Regions from separate parts of the Mus musculus genome. Here region 2 is linked to region 1. Evidence: chromatin contacts called from public HiCAR-type data. All regions are on one chromosome and are shown on one strand. The core of a region is the stretch at or near the end of the contact, and the rest is flanking DNA. Distances in the headings are between cores, read along the strand shown.

Region 1 (2,700 bases), core at 87-2,586:
TTTGTGTTTTAAGACTCAATGGGTTTAACCAGGGCCATCTAAGTGACCATGAGTTTGGAATGGTCTACTGGAGCCCGACAGGCTCATGAGTATTTATTCAGCTGAGGGAATGCCTCTCCAGGGCTCAGAATCTTTCCTTAGCCATTTCTTTGATGGAAGGGATCCAGGCCTCTTGGGTCCCCCTCCCCCCCCATCAGCACCTGGCTTCTGACAGGCCCAGTCTTGTTGAGGTGTACTGCAGGCAAGTGTAATTGCGTTGGGTTCATGGTTAGAATGTGTGTAGCATGCCCAGAAGATAGCAGTCATGTAGCTCTGGTTTCTGTCGTCCACCCCTTATCTTCCTTCTGCCCTTTCTTCCCCAGTGTTCCCTGGGCCTCAATGGGGGATGGGGTAACTGCCTCATTTATAGCTGAGCACTTACTTCTCCCTGTTACTTGAGTTCAGTTTACGTAACTTAAGAATGACTGCATTTTTCTCCCAATCTCCTGCCTAACTGTGTGATACACTCCATAGCTGCTTCTTTCTTCATTCCCACCACTCCAAATTCTTCCTTGCCTACTTTCTCTCTTCTTTTGAAACCTGTCCCTCCTATCCCTATGTTTCTAGTTGTTTGTAATTTAACCTCTTCTAATTCTAGTGGTAATGTGATGTGTATGTCTGGCCTGGTGGCTGCACTTTTCCAGTTTGAGAAAGCCTGGTCTTCATTAGCGTTAGACGCTTGCTGAGTCTGCACGGGCAGGGTAGGGGAACTTGGCTGTCTTGGGCGTGCCTCTGTGTGCTAGCCAGTTGGGTTTCTGTGGAATCCTATAAGCCCTAACACTGTTTCTCGGCAGTCCAGAATGACTGGGAAATTACTCTGCATTGCTCCTGCCTTAAAACTACATTGTGTATTCCGCTGTGGCTCTCGGAGTGCTTACACTGTTTAAAAAACCTGGAAGCTTGGAGTTCTCAAACTGAGATGGGTGGGGTAGGAAATTGTGCCTAGGAAAAGAATCCTGAGTTGTTGAGAGACTATTTCTGGTCACGTTTTCCTGTTCTTGGGACACAGGCTATGTGTTAAGACCTGCTTTCCTTGCTCTCTATGGCTCCCTGAACTGGTTTTACAAGGAAGTTTTCTTTTCTTTTTTCTTGTCTTTTTTTAAAACCAGTCTAATGTTGTTCTTTTCCCTCTTGTCATTTAGTTCCTGCCCTCTATTATTGCATCTTCATTAGCTAATCTGTGCAGAAGCAGTAAAGGTTGCAACTCAAAACACCAGGGAGGAATACACAGAGGGAGGAGCCCTGGTTTGGTTTGAAACTACCAATCTGGGGTAGCTCTAAGCTCGAGGGAGGGAGGGAGGGAGGGGGCGTTGAAGGGCTCATGCTTTGTTGTAGCGTGCTAGCTGCCTAGAGCTTTGAGGACTGGGAATATGAGAGAAAGGAAGAAAAGGCTGCTCAGTTCGGAACAAGGAGAGTGTGTTGAGAGAGGGGAAGTCACTCGTTGCCCTATTCTGGCCATCCCAGCTGGGAAGGAGAAAGAGATGGTACCCTGGTAACAGTGAGTAGTTGACAGCCTCTCTTCAACATGAGGTATGACAGGTATCTGACATGAGAGAGGCATGTGCACATGAGTGAGTCTATTTTTTTTTATTTGCTGTAGGCATCTCTTTGCTTTTCTCCTGTCAATGCATTTAATCAAGAGTCCTCTGTAGTTTTCAAGTAGACCATCAAAGCTACAACTCCTGCACTGGAGTCTCTAGTACCTTCTGGCTTTAGTCCTGAACATGTATGTTATCTTAAAATTAAGTATTATATTGCTTTATGTATCTTATTGGTTGCATTTATGCTTTTATTTATACCAGCTTCCAACCAGAGGACTATCCAACCTCCTAGGGTAAGTCCAAGTTTATGAAATTAATTAAAAGCAGTTGTTTGGTGGATTAAAATGAGGGGTTGGAACATTGGACTGTTTGGTTCTATGCTTAATGTGACATCAAATTAAGGCAATGCTGAAGTCATTTCAGGGCCTGTGTATGAATAGGTCTGTTTGTGTCATAAGATTTACCTTGAGGCATTTAAGTACTGATGAGACAGAAGTGTCCCTGTAAGTTTGTACTCCCTATGTAGATGCAGAATCTATGAGGGGGAATATAATTATCTCTTCCATCAGCAGGAAGCTGATTCCACTGTGTCTCCCCATCTGTTGGATTTGTGTGATGTGAGTTTATAGAGTGACAGTTTTGAGCACGACATTAAGGAAGAAAAGTTTGTGTTAAATTGACTTCCTTAAAAAGTATAGTCTGTAAGGTATATGTTGTTGAAGAGATCCATTCCAAATAATGACCTACGATTTTATCAGCATTTTTCCTTCCTAAAGGTTTTATTGTATTTGAATACCTCCATAAGGTCTTTGGGAAAATTCTAAGAAAAAGATCAAATTCAGGAGGAAATGTATGAGAAAAAAAATTACTGTATAAACTCACCATGGTGACAGACCTGAGAGTTCTTACATGGAATTAAGATCTGAAGTGGGAGTATATTGGACTCAGCTTCCTGTCCACAGTGACTGGCAGATAACTCTGGCAGCCTCTAAGGACACGCCCAAAGGGCGGGCTTGGGAGAATGTGTTAATTCACCTCTGCCTCTTATTCTGAGGAGACTGGTGACACAGCTGTGTTAGCCACAAGCAGCTAACAGTTCTCCTAGAGCCGCTTAGAGATA
Region 2 (2,700 bases), core at 61-2,560, 100 kb after region 1:
GTTGGTGAAACTTGGATTTTTCAAGATTCTGTAGATTTTTGAGAGAGGGACCCACCTTGGAAATGACCCCTGAACTCACCAGGTAAGTCAGACTAGCCTCAAACTTGCAATCCTTCTACCTCAGTCACCTGACCTCTTGGATTTACAGGCATGTGTCATTATAGCAGGCTCTAGTGGAAACGTTTTAATTCAAGATCTTAAGGAATCTAAGGTGAACTTTCTCTTGTCTTTAAGATGCCAGCAAATACCAATTACGAGCGAGATTTAATTTCCCTTTGGGTGTATGACACAACAATTATCTCTGTGAGTTTGAAAAAAAAAATCCTAACCCAGAACTCTCTGGGTTCATACCAGATAAAGCCCTCAGGAAAAGTTGCCATGGCTGGCATCATGCCCTGACATTCATGCATGATTCAGCACCTCTAGACGACGATTTGGGGCAATCTGTTTTTCCACCCAAGCCAGACTCTTATCTTGCTAGAAGCTGCGGGGATCAGAATCCCAGCTCTCACAGATGGCTGCTTCCTGTGCCACCCATCACCTAGAGACATCCAGAGGCTGCTGCTGCTGGTGCTTCTCAGCCTTCCAGGGGCGTTGGAGGATGGGACGGATCCGGGTGATTGATGCCTGCTTTCTTGCTGATAGAGCCTCTGTTTATAGGTGGGATTAGACTGAGAATTCCTGGGTCAACCACCCACAGATTGTATCAAAAAATAATCAATCCCGTTTGACTGTCTTAACATTTTGGCTATTTTAGTTGTTAAGGCAACCAGATCTGATGAAGTGTTCACTCATCAATTTGATGTTCTGCAATTGTCTGTCATGATTCTGGAGTTGCGGGGATGGGACTGGGGGGAGGTAAAAAAATCAACTGTCAAAATAGTCAATCCAAAACAGTCAATTCTGTCACGAATTTCTCCCTGACACCAGAGATCAACGCTTCTTCCTCCCACGACTTCTTTTTTTCCACCTCCTCCCTTTGGATGCATCCCTCCCACAAGCAGCTTCTCTGCGGTCCTGATGTTGGTAAGCAGGGCAGAGCTGAGGTATTTTAGGTTTGCCATGGCTTACATTTTCCTAAAAGGGTTCCCCTTCCTTTGCTTTGATGCTGATTTTGTTTTTACTAGTGAGCAGCCCTAAAAACATGGGTATATTGTAGATACAAAATATGTTTCTATTAAAGGGGGAATTCAAAAAGACATGTCCTTCATTTTTCTCTTTCAAGATGCATTTTGCTTTCAGGGTGCATGGTTCCAAAGCCAGGGAGAAGCGGCTGGCTTACACAATCCCTTCCTGTCCCTGAGCCTGCTCCAACATCCTTGGAACAGAAGGGCTCTGAATCTGGCCTTGGTGTGAGATGTGGCTGGCTTTCCAAGTTGAGAAATGCGTTCGTAATTACTTTTTATTGCTCTCTCCATTGACTTTGCAGACTCACCAGAACTGGATTGTATTCTACCACACAGTGACCCCCCATCTCAGCCTGACTGCTAATTTAACCCTGGCTTTCTTTCTCCAGAAACATTTGACCTTGTGCAAGAATTTGGCATGGTCTGCTCTCCTCCCACGTCCCAGTAAGAGCAGCATTGGTCTGAGATCATTAGCATGAGTAGGCAGCACTGCAGACTGCCGCCCGCCAGCATAGGGCTCCAGCTGGTACAACAGTACCCCCTTTTCTGGGCAAAAGGGCAGTGGCCACTGTTTGCCAGGAGACCTTGTCCAACATTTTGCTTCAAGATGGTGCTGCCAGCAATGTAGACTGAGCCAATTTGCTCCTTCCTTTGATAAAATGTATAGAAAAAAAATGTAGACTCAGTGAATCATCCTTGGTTTATATACCGAAGCCTGTATTTCAAACACTTCTGCTGATTTTTTTTCCCCAATGAAGAAGGATACACTGTGTTAATTAAGAATCTGGAAAGGGTCACTAGGAAACTAGGAGTTCCTTAACCCACTTAAGAGAACAATCTTTGCAATCATTTAAGACGCCCATGTCTTCCTTCCGTTCATAAGCTGATTACATGCCACTTTTATCTCCCCATTAATTAAGCAGCCAAGGACAAATACTGGATAAGATTTCATAAGGGAAATATTGTCATACAAGTTCTTAAAAATAGTACTTCTTCAGGTCTTCAGGAAGGAATTCATAGTTTCGTGTTTTCTTTCACTCAGCTCCCTGAATGATTCAGGTTTCACATAAGCCTGGGAATATACATACCTAGAGCTTATAAGCTATGTCTTCATAAAATGCATTTGTTGACAGGGATTTGGTACAGACCTAGAAATGCATTAGGTTGAGATGGTAACATAAACAGTGGCCAGAAACCTCAACTCTAGGCATATACAGTACATTCAATGCAACTCAGTACACAAAAGGAGATATATATATGTATACATATGTGTATATATATGTAGATAGATAGATAGATAGATAGATAGATAGATAGATAGATAGATAGATAGATACATAGATAGATACATAGATAGATACATAGATAGATACATAGATAGATACATAGATAGATACATAGATAATCCTTTCCATTACTCTCTTTATTGGGAAAGGGAGAGAAAACATTTATATGGGTAGCAACTGTATAAGCTAAAGGTCTAAGGCCTTCACTTGAGTTACTTTGTGGTCAGAGTGACAATGCACCAACAAGAAGTCCCTTAAGAAAGGAGGGGTTTGCTGAGGTTCATCGT

The links. HiCAR-type assays count read pairs that join an accessible place to other places.
Region 2: a contact with region 1 is called in a HiCAR-type map of fibro-adipogenic progenitors, with 2.9 times the contacts expected there. The contact joins two enhancer-like sites. A contact is called at or near these places in 1 of 15 datasets of contacts at CTCF or cohesin (CD8 T cells), 4 of 484 Hi-C or Micro-C datasets (cerebral cortex, forebrain, nephron progenitors and 1 more) and 2 of 115 datasets of contacts at active chromatin or transcription factors (embryonic stem cells and fibro-adipogenic progenitors).

The regions. Positions count from the first base shown.
Region 1 is chr16:49,904,940-49,907,639 of GRCm38.p6, forward strand. Cd47 (CD47 antigen (Rh-related antigen, integrin-associated signal transducer)) reads left to right here. Exons shown (of 9, transcript NM_001368415.1): 8 at 1,842-1,873. Among named protein-coding and RNA genes, the nearest start is that of Gm19723, 50 kb to the right of the region's middle. Within about 2 kb of position 1,337, at least 133 of the 459 cell types and tissues checked have an H3K27ac peak or open chromatin away from gene starts, as enhancers often do. A contact at or near this core is called in cerebral cortex and fibro-adipogenic progenitors, where this site is marked.
Region 2 is chr16:50,009,276-50,011,975 of GRCm38.p6, forward strand. No RefSeq gene overlaps it. Among named protein-coding and RNA genes, the nearest start is that of Gm6936, 30 kb to the left of the region's middle. Within about 2 kb of position 1,311, at least 72 of the 459 cell types and tissues checked have an H3K27ac peak or open chromatin away from gene starts, as enhancers often do. A contact at or near this core is called in cerebral cortex and fibro-adipogenic progenitors, where this site is marked.